Linked DNA regions of Sus scrofa: region 1 is linked to region 2. The links are chromatin contacts, called in public Hi-C maps. All regions are on one chromosome and are shown on one strand. Each heading gives the region's core, a stretch centred on a gene start, on an enhancer-like site or on the middle of the called end of the contact. The rest is flanking DNA. Distances are from core to core; before and after follow the strand shown.

Region 1 (5,711 bases), core at 1,029-3,528, 260 kb before region 2:
GTCATAGAACAATCTCCCATATACCATCGCCAGCTTCGAAAATGACCATCTTTCAGCTAATCTCACTTCACCTGTATCCCCACTCTTCCACCCCAAACCCCAATATTTTGAAGCAAATCCCAGATATATTGTTTCATCTGTAAATATTTCAAGATCTTTAAGAAGATAAGCGCTAAAGCCACACAAACACCCAGCCACAGAGTCTTTGTTTTCCTGTGAAAAATTTCTTTCTTTCCACCTCTTCTCCTTTAGCCTTGGAGAGGGCACCCAATACCTTTTGGGTGTTCCCAGAGGAAGGGGATGACGGCCAGGTGAGGGCTGGAGGAGCAGGAAGGGGCAGGGGGCAGACAGAGAGAAAGCCTCAAAGTCCCCACTGAAGTTCAGAGCACAAAGCCAGTGAGTGCGGTATTCACAGAAAGAAGTACACACCATAAAGAGTTGTGACTTAAGTTTTCTTCGGGGGATCTTACGGAGGACTCTAGCCTGGGAGACAGATTCTCAGGCTGCTCTGAGGAACTGCTCCAAAGAGGTGAGGGAGAAGCCAGGATACATAGGAACTTTTTTTTTTTTGGCTGGGAAAAACATGTAGTCAAGCATCAAAAGAGTACCGCTAATCACTAAGAACAGATCTCTCAAATTAATGATTTTAGGGCTTTTCTAGTAAGGGAAGATGCAAGAATCTGGGATATTGGACGTTTTTCCTTAGATATGCGTCTTAACTAGCTAAAGCCCATCAGAGCCAAAGCACAGAAGGTTCCCCGGTTTTCTCCATCCTGAATTCCCCTCGGGGTGCACTGGTGGTGGGCAACTGTGGTGGCCAAGGGTGTGATCTTTATCGAACTGACACGGCAGACAGTATTTTCTTTACGGTGGATTCTGGCATTGCATTTTGTGACTTTTTTCTGTTTGGTAACCTGGACTCAACACCATTAGCATTTTGAGAGTTTGGAAGATGCACCTCATGCCTCAGTCCCAATTACTTTCTTTTGTCAATAGAAACATCTCTCTCTTTGTTCTTTTTTCTTTTTTTTCTTTTTAGGACCAAAGCTCCAGCATATGGAAATTCCCAGGCTAGGGGTCGAATCAGAGCTACAGCCGCTGGCCTGAGCCACAGTCACAGCAAAGCAAGATCTGAGCTACACCACAGCTCACAGCAACACCGGATCCTTAACCCACTGAGCAAGGGCAAGGATGAAACCCACATCCTCATGAATCCTAGTCAGGTTGGTAAACCACTGAGCCACGAAGGGAACTCCCAACAGAAATCTCTTTTTTGCCTCCTTAAGAAACATTTTCAGAGTTCCCCTGTGGGTTAAGAACCAGATAGAGTGTCCTGAGGATGCGAGTTCCATCCCTGGCCTCACTCAGTGGGTTAAGGACCCAGCATTGCCGCAAGGTCAGATCTGCCAGTTGCTGTGGCTGTGGCTGGCAGATGCAGCTCCAATTCGACCTTTAACTTGGGAATTTATAAGCTACATGTAAAGCCCTAAAAAGAAATAAAAGAAAAAAAAATCACTCTTAAGTGCTGAAATGCAAGGCTGGATAGGCGGGAAGGTGGGGGGGCTGTCTTCAGAGCTTAGGCGCAAACCCGCAGGAAAGAAGCTTCCCGGGGTTTGGGAGGAAGCGGCGCCACTCCCAGCTGGAGGAAAGGGCAGGACCAGAAAAGACTGTTTCCCGTCGCGTAAAAACGAGGACACACACCAGCTTAAGTTGGGTCGTTATGAAGTTTTTAATCTCTGAAAAGCCGAGCGCGAAGAACAAAGGAAGACTCTTTTCAGAGCGAAAAATGCTTACGCAGTGGTCCGTGCCCCCGCGACTGGGTGCCCGCTGGCCACCCCCCGGGGCCCAGTCTCTGCCCACCCAACCCGTGGGAAAGCGGGGCCGTCTGGGGCGTCGCCGGAGGCTCAGAACAGCGCTGGTCGGTGGAACACCGCAAAGTGAATCAGCAGCGGGCGTGGCACGCACAGGGCGAGGCTGACCTGCCTCCCGGGCAGGGGGCCCCTGGGCGGATCTGGAGAGGGATCGGGGCGGGGTGGGGGAATAGGGGAGGGGGGACAGACGAGGGGGAGGGAAGAGCAGTGGACCCCCGCAGGACAGACGCGGGCCGGGGGGGGCCCCAGACGGAGCGGGAGGGGCGAGCCGGGAGGGGCGGAGCGAGCCCGGGGTGGGGCGGGGCAAGGCGGGGGCGGGGCGGCCTGGGGGCGGGCCCGGGGCGGGGCGGGGCGGCCTGGGGGCGGGGGCGGGGCGGGGCGGGGCGGGGCGAAGAAGCGATGGGGGCGGAGGAGCGATCCCCGACAGGGCGGCCCGGGGCGGAGCAGGAGAAGGGGGTGCGGGGAACGCGGAAGGACCCGGCGAGCCCGGCGGCCGAGTGCTGAGCGGCTCCCCTTCGCGAGGCAGCGGGATCCGCCGAGCGCCCGAGTGCCCAGCCCCGCCGGCGCGATGGAGGCGCCGCTGCTGTGGTTCTGCAACTACAGCGCGCTGGGCGTGAGCGCTGCGCTCAAGCTGCCGCAGATCTCGTCGGTGCTGAGGGCGCAGAGCGCGAGGGGCATCAGCCTTCCGAGCCTCCTTCTGGAGCTGGCGGGGTAAGGCCAGGGGCGGCCTGGAGCCGTCGGCAGCCCGGGAGAACCGCGGCTTTAGTAAAGAAGGGGCGGGGAAAACGGGGCCGAAAGCGGCCGGCGGTGGGGAGTGGCGTTTGCCCGGGCCGCACACTTCCCCTCGAATTCGGTGCTTCCCCAAGCCTCTCGCGGTAACGAAGACGAAGCACGCCCATTTTACAGATGAGGAAACCCACGCTCCGCGAAATCATCACTCTGCCCTTTAGCGACCAAACCATCATTTGCACCTCAAGGCTCTCTCATCTGCATCCTCCCTAAGCCCGCCCCCCGCAAGCGCCCCCTTTCTCGAGCCTCGGTTTCCTCCCTTGTAAAATGAGGGGCTGGACTTTGAATTCTAAGGACCTCTGGCCTTTAACACTTGACCGGGGCGCGGGGCGGTCAGAGAACGGAGAGCTGTTTTGAAGGTAAGGAGCACTTGAACTGCACTTGGACATGAACTGGCCCCTGAAAGGTGACAGCGGAGAGTGCTTCAGGAGCAAGTTCATCCAGCAGAAATCCGGTGTGGGGAGTTCCCGTTGTGGCTCAGCTTGTTAGGAACCCGACGAATATCCATGAGGATGCGGGTTCCATCCCTGGCCTCCCTCAGTGGGTTAAGGAACCAGCGTTGCCAGTAGCTGCAGGGTAAGGTCACAGGTGCAGCTCTGATCTGGCTTCATGGTGGCTGTGGCGTGGGCTCCGCAGCTGCAGTTTCCATTCCATCCCTAGCCTGGGAACTTCCTTATGCTGCAGGTACAGCCTAGATAAATAAATAAATAAATACAGACCTGAAAGAGAAGAGTCGTTAACCTTGGTTGGAAGATATGAGTAGTGGAGCCCCTTGCCCAGTGAGGCCAGGTCCTCCCACCTCCTCCCCAGCCCTGGCCCAGGTATCATCCAGAGGCTCTGAACTCCCGTCCTCTGCGCAAATGCTAATCAGAGGGGCAGCTGGGCTGGTGGACTCCAGTTTCCTGGGCCAGATGGAAGCCAGGGGAGGGTTGGAGAAAAAGACCTTGGGGCAGAAGAGCCATGGGGTCCTGCCTGGCACAGCCCTCTCTGAGGGGCTGGTGGTGGGGTGCGTGAGCCCTCCGGGGTTTGAGCCTGGCCCTTTGCAAAGAGCAGCCTGCTGTCAGAGCCTCTCCGGTTCCCTGGGGAGAACAGACAGTTACCTGGAGGAGAGGTCGCTCGTCCTAAAGCAGGGGAGGCCTGACCCGCACCCATGGAGGGGACCCCCTGGGCATCCTCATTGAGGGAAGAGGTAGCCAGTGGGGAGAGGGGCCCTCCTGGCAGAGGGCGTGTGGGCAGAAGGCTGGAGGCTGGACTGGAAGCAGTGAGGCCAAAGAAAGAGGCTGAAGACATGATCTTAGGTAAGACGTGTGTGCAGACACAGGCGCGACGTGGGTACACTTTCATCCCCATTTCACAGGTCAGGAAACTGAGGCCCCAGAAGTTAGGTAAATATGGGGGGCTTGTGAGCCCAGCCCTCCAGCCCCAGAGCCTTTGCTCCACACTCGACAGGGGCAAGCCAGGCAGGGGGAGGGGACACACTGGCTGGGGTCACCGAGGGTGACCTCCTTGATAAGGGCATGGTCCTTACCAGGCCGGCCAGGGCGGCTTTGCTAACAACGCCTTCCTGGCGTAGGAAATGTGAGCCATTAAGTCCAGCTGGTCTGTGGAAGCGCTGACTCACCCTGGCAGAGTGTGGGGTCTGAGGGGTCCTTAGAGGCTGGGTGGTGGGATGAGATACGCTCTGAGGGGACACGGGGACATTCGGATTCTGAGGGCGCTGCCCAGTGAGGCTGGGAGCTGGGAGGCAGGAAGCTCGGGCCTTTACTTCCGAGAAGAGCGGGTTCTGGGGTCTTTACCCCACTCCCTCCAAGCTACAGCCTCTCCAGAGCTAGAATTTTCTTTTAATTTTTAGGGCCACACCTGCGGCATATGGAAGTTCCCAGGCTAGGGGTCGAATCAGAACTGCAGCTGCCCGCCTACACCACAGCCACAGCAATTTGGGTTCCAAGATGCATCTGCGACCTACGATGCAGCTCCCCGAGGCTCCAGATCCTTAATCCACTGAGTGGGGCCAGGGATTAAACCTTGGGATACTAGTTGGGTTTGTCTCCCCCACCTCTGCCAGTCTGGGCAGTCCTCTGGGAGGCCACTCGAATCATCTGGGTATGTCTTCTTGTTCTAAACATGGTCTCCCCAGTTCGCTGCTGGGCCCTGACATTCCCAGGCCCATATACACCCTGCACAGGACACCCCACCACCTCCCAGCCCCCCCGCCCATGGCTCTCAGCCCCTCAGATGTATTTCTTGGTCTCTGCAGCTTCCTGGGTGCAACTCTCTGAGGGAACTGCCCTGGACCCGGGAAGAGCCCAGCTCTAGAGACAGACAGGACTGGTTTCAGAAGCCCTGTCAACTTCTCATCCTGGTCAGTGGCTTGCCCTCTGTAAAATTCACCTGTAAGTGGCCGTCCTAAGCGACTTGGTAGACACCAATGCCCAGCCAGCGCTGGATGCTCCAAAAATCGTGGCATTGATTAAATTAATATTTCCTCCTTGTTTTTTTTGTTTTTGGTCTTTTTAGGGCCGCACTTGCAGCATGTGGAGGTTCCCAGGCTAGGGATCTAATCAGAGCTGTAGCTGCCAGTCTACACCACAGCCACAGCAATGCTGAATCTGAGGCACATCTGTGGCCCACTCCATAGCTCATGGCAATGCCGGATCCTTCACCCACTGAGCAAGGCCAGGGATCGAACCTGCAACCTCATGGCTCCTAGTCGGATTCATTAACCACTGTGCCACGACGGGAACTCCATCATCCTTCTGGGTCTTCATCCCCCTCCTTGGCCCTGGCGGGCTCCCACCACCACCTCTAGGACTTTGCGGAGGAACCCGTGCTCCTGGGTGGCGGCCCAGCCTCCCTGCTCTGTGTCAGGTTCGGTCCGAGCTCACGTGTGTCCTCCCTCTCCCCAGGTTCCTGGTCTTTCTCCGGTACCAGAGTTACTACGAGTACCCGCTGCTGACTTACCTGGAGTACCCCATCCTCTTGACACAAGGTAACCGAGCCCCTGTGCCCGGCCTCAGCCCCCCGGGGCCCCTCCTCGCTCTCACTCGGAGC
Region 2 (5,278 bases), core at 358-2,857:
GAAGGCGAGAGTTGAAGTGAGAGACCGGTCGGTTCACAAGACGTGATAGGCAGTACGCGCCAGGAGACGGAGGAGCAGCCCCGGGCCAGCCCCGGGCAGCGCACCCCCGAGACGACGGCCAGTCTGGCCTCGCCGCCGGCTTGGGGACCTCCCACCCCGCCGCTGGGACCCCCGCCTTTCCCGGGACTTACCAGCAGGCCCTCCACGTTGATGGGGTCTCGGCAGCGGCGGCGCACCGTCTCCTCCGCCGGGTCCACGAGCAGGCTGGGCAGCTTGCGCGCCGGCCGCTGCTGACTCATGCTGCCCGGCCGGCCGCCCCTCGCCCTCGCACCCTGCGAGCTCTCCCGCCTTCTCCCGCTCCACTCGGGCGCCGCCCCCAAGACGCCGGGTCCCGGGAGCCTGCACCCGCCGGGTCCCTGGCCTGCTCCGAGGCGCCGCCTGCCTAGGCCGGCCCGCGGACGGACGCGCCGCTGCCCCACGACCTCGGGACTTGGGACGCGGGCGGGAAGAGAGCAGGATGACCCGCGGGGCTCAGGACGCCCGGCCCGCCATCTTCCCGCATGCGCAGTGCGCCGCCCCCAGTGCGCATGCCCGCGGCGCCCGGCGCGCTCCCACGCGCCCCTCGGCTCCCGGAGGCCGGAGCGCGGGAAAGCCCGGAGGGCGGAGCTCCCGGAGGGGACGGCGAAGGGAGCGGACGGAAGACGTGGAGCAGGAATTCCCGGCGAAGGGGACGGGGCGAGAGAAAAGAGGCCGCCAGGTCGACGCAAGGGTCTCCTCGGAGCTCTTGGCACTACGGCCACTGGTAACTGAACGTGCTGAACGCTCAGTTTATCTTGAGCTCCCTCCGCACTTCTCAGGCACTTGCTCAGTGTTGAGGCTTCGGAAATGTTGATAACCAAACCGCCGTGGACGGACTGACTAGTATGCATCTTTCTTTCCCTTTTCTTCCCTCCTTTCACTTGAGGAATAAATGATTGGTTCCCCGTGGTGCCAGATATTGTGGTGGGCGCAGGAGAGAGTCATTGGGATCTGGCACGATTTCAGATGCCGGTGGAAAAAACAAAGAAAGGAACATTTAAAGCTGGGGCCAGAAGGTGTGCTTTCAGATCCCGGAGCCCGCTGCTTAGCGGATAAGACTAACTAAACTACCTAATCGCTGTGTGCTTCTGTTTCCTCATCTGTTCAGTGGGATTAAGGTTGTGGGGAGAATTAAGTGACTTAATGAATGCAGATTACTTAGCACCAGGAACAGCACCGTGTTTGATATAAATGCTCAAGTTCAGGGTGGAGTTCAGCAACTGAACGGTGATGGTTGGACTAGGGGCTTCTAGGCAGCCTGGGTGGGCTGGGAAGGCGTCCGGAGGAAGACGGGGTCAGAGGAATTCTTTAATCTTTGTGTCTCCAGAGTCTAGCCCAGTTCGTGGCAAACAGTAAGGGCCCGTCAAGGAATGATTTGAAGTAAAAGATAAATGAATGATTTAAAGTAAAAGATAACCTAGGGAAGCCTCTAGAAGACTGGATTTTGTGGCAGAAGGGAGAATTTCCCGGAGTGGTTAAATAACACCTTTACCAACCAGAATCCCTGGGAAGGCAAGCTTTGGAGACCAGAAGTGGATTTTTTTTTTTTTTTCCTTTTTTGCTGCCCCTTGTCATATGGGATTCCTGGGCCAGGGATCCGATCCCAGCTACAGTTGTGACCTATGCCGCAGTTACAGCAACACCAGGTCCTTAACCCATTGTGCCCGGCCAGGGATCAAACCCTTCGTCCCAGTGCTCCAGAGACATCAATGATCCTATTGTGCCGCAGTGGGAACTCCCAGAAATGGCTACTTTTAATAAGTAAGACATAGTTCAGATTTTACCATTTGAAGCAACATGGATGGACTTGGAGAGCAATTGCTAAGTGAAATAAGTCAGAGAAAGACAAGTACTTCATGGTATCACTTATATGTGGAATCTAAAAAATACAACAAAGTAGTGAATAAATCAAAAACGTAGACTCAGTATGTATAGAGAACAATCTAGTGGTTACCAGTGGCGAGAAAGATGGGGGAGGGGCAATATGGGGGAGGGGATGAAGAGGTACAAACTATTATGAATGAATAAGCCGCAAGTTCCCTTGTGGTGCAGTAGGTGAAGGATCTGGTGTTATTGCAACTGTGCTGCGGGTTGGAACTGTGGTGTGGGCTCAGTCCCTGGCCTGGGAACTTCTGGATGCTGCATGTGCAGCCAGAAACAAAAAAAATAATAAGCTACAAGGATATATTGTACTACATGAGAGAATAAAACCAATATTTTATAATAACCATAAACAGGATATAATGTTCAAAATTATAAATCACTATAGTGCACACTTGTAACATATAATATGGTTCATCAACTATACTTCAGTTTAAAAGATTACAAAGATAGGGAGTTCCCACTGTGGCTACTATCCATGAGGATACAGGTTCAATCCCTGGCTTCACTCAGTGGGTTAAGTTTCTGATGTTGCAGTGGCTGTGGTGTGGGCTGGCAGCTGCAGCTCTGATTCAATCCCTAGCCTGGGAACTTCCATATGTGAAGGGGTGGCCCTAAAAAGCAAAAAAAAAAAAAATTACAAAGATAAATAAGAGGGAGTTCCCTCATGGCTCAGTGGGTTAAGGACCCAGCATTTTCACTGCTGTGGCTCTGGTTATGGCTGTGTTGTGTCTTCAATCCCTGACCCGGGAACTTTTGCATGTCACAGGCACAGCCAAAAAAAAAAAAAAAAAAAAGGTAAATAAGACATTAATCCAGCGTTTGTTGTATGTACTTCACACATTTTCTTATGTACATTTTATATCCAAAACTGAGGTATTTTCCTGACTCATTTACAGAACAAGAAAATGAAGATTAGCAAGATTACAAAAATTACCAAAGGTCCTGGCTAGGCAGTGATGGAGGCAGGATTTGACTTACTTTATAGCTGATTTATCTGGTATGCAGATCCTTGGGAAGTTTTTTTTTTTGTTTTTTTGTTTTTTTTTTGGCTTCTTAGGGCCACCTCCACAGCACATGGAGGTTCCCAGGATAGGGGTCAAATTGGAGCTGTAGCTGCTGGCCTACACCACAGCCACAGCAACACTGGATCCTTAACCCACTGAGCAAGGCTGGGAATCGAACCTGCGTCCTCATGGATGCTAGTCAGATTCATTTCCACTGAGCCATGACGGGAACTCCTTGGGAAGATTCTTGAAGGAGTCAGAGGTGGGGTCAGATGAGTGAAGGTGGGTGGGTCGGGATAAGGGTGGCGGGCACTGCAGGCTAAAGGCAGAGTGCGAGCACAGCTGTGGAGAGTCAGGGTCATGACACAGCCCTCCCGACACAGTGCATGTGCTTTGGCTTTACCCCGAGAAAATTATTTGCACATTTTTTTGAGCCCTTGCCTGGCAGTAAAGCAGGTGCTGGGGAGAGAACTAAGTTGAAGGGGGGATCTTTTACCTTGTGCTCCAGTAGCCCCCAACATAACCAGAAGGCTTAAGTACTAAGTTAAAATGTGAATTGCAGCTCCCATTGTGGCTCAGGGGGTAAGAACCTGATATAGTGTCCATGAGGATGCAGGTTTGATCCCTGGCCTCGCTCAGTGGGTTAAGGATCCAGTGTTGCTGTGAGCTGTGGTGTAGGTCGAAGGCATGGCTCAGATCCCATATTGCTGTGGCTGTGGTATAGGCCGGCAGCTGCAGCTCTGATTCAACCCCTAGCCTGGGAACTTCCTTATGCCATAGGTGCAGCCCTAAAAAATAAATAAATAAATAAATAAATAAATATGTGTAATATGAAGCACAGAGAAGGAAGAAAAAAATATCAGGGTGGTATAAATCACAGGAGCTTTTTCACACATCTCCCGGGGATGTAGCTATTTCTAGAACATGTTAGGGATAAAGACACAGAGGCTCGGAGAGGTTAAGTGACCTGCTCAGGGCTTCATCCTCAGGCAGCTCAAACACAGGACTTCAGCTACCAAACCCTTTGCTTTGTTCACTGTGTCCTACTGTGATGCACAGTCACAGTTTCCAGCAGAGAAATTCCAGATTTCCATTTCCAGTCCTGTTTTTTTGGAGTTTTTCCTGGGGCAAAATGGAGCCAGGGCAAAGTAGGGTGTGGGCTTTGGGGCTTAAAAATTGAAGCTAACAAATTGGCCAAGTGCACAGGTGCATCTGAGGGATGCTGAAAGGTCTTACCTATCAAGGATAGTTTCCCTTCCTTCTGTGGTAAAAATTCCTCCCCAGAGGTCTCTGAGGAAATGGCCACGTCCAATAGGGCTTTCTGTGATAATGGAACTCTTTTGTGATGTCCAGTATGGTAGCCACACACGGCTGATGAGCCCTTGAGGTGCGGCCAGCAAGGCACTGAATTTTAGATCAATTTCCTTTTGATTTTAATACCCAGCTGACTATACCATGTGGGATAGCATGGGTGAAGGTACGAAAATGTGGGCATCACCCAGCCTGGCAAGAGTCTAGGTGCGGTCTGTGGACCTCAGCATTGCCATCAGCTGGGAGCTTATTTTCTGGCCTCACTGCAGACCTGACAGACTCAGAAATTCCGAGGATTTGGGCATCCTTGGCAAGGCACTGGTCTAGCCCAACTTCAGATGCAGAAACTGATCCCCAGCCCCCTCCCCCCATCCAAGGGCTGATCCCCCAACTAAACTGAAGCCAAGTTAACTTTTCTTTTTCTTTCTTTCTTTTTTTTTTTTTTTTGTCTTTTCTAGGGCCACACCCACAGCACATAGAGGTTCCCAGGCTAGGGGTCTAATCAGAGCTGTAGCCGCCAGCCTACACCACAGCCACAGCAACATGGGATCTGAGCCGCATCTGCAACCTACACCACAACTCGTGGCAATGCCGGATCCTTAGTCCACTGAGTGAGGCCAGGGATCGAACCTGCAACCTCATGGTTCCTAGATGGATTTGTTAACCACTGCGCCCCAACAGCAACTCCCTGCTTTCATTTTTAAACAAAACAAAGGTCATTAAAAGGAGTAGCTAAGGAAAGAGGAGGTGCATCTAGACTATGGGTACCTAAATAGATATTAGAAAGGATGTTTTCTCTTTCTTTCCTCCTTCCTTCCTCCTTCCCTCCCTCTCTCCTTCCCTCTCTCCCTCCCTTCCTTTTCTGTTTTTTATTCTCTTTCCTACTTTGCTTCCTTCCTCTCCTCCATCTCCCCTTATTTTTTAAGAAGCTCCCCTTGTGGCACAGCAGAAATGAATCTGACTCGTATCCATGAGGTTGCAGATAACCCTGGCCTCGCTCA

The links. Hi-C and Micro-C count contacts between places; a contact is called where the count stands out from the background.
Region 1: a Hi-C map of skeletal muscle shows a contact between it and region 2, with 7 times the contacts expected there. The contact joins the promoter of PQLC3 here to the promoter of E2F6 in region 2. A contact is called at or near these places in 1 of 47 Hi-C or Micro-C datasets (skeletal muscle) and 1 of 2 datasets of contacts at active chromatin or transcription factors (alveolar macrophages).

Annotation. Positions count from the first base shown.
Region 1 is chr3:125,503,802-125,509,512 of Sscrofa11.1, reverse strand. PQLC3 (PQ-loop repeat-containing protein 3) reads left to right here and starts at 2,278. Exons shown (of 7, transcript XM_003125380.6): 1 at 2,278-2,582; 2 at 5,567-5,649. The coding sequence starts at 2,440.
Region 2 is chr3:125,244,561-125,249,838 of Sscrofa11.1, reverse strand. It overlaps E2F6 (transcription factor E2F6), which reads right to left and starts at 1,607. Exons shown (of 8, transcript XR_002342859.1): 1 at 192-1,607.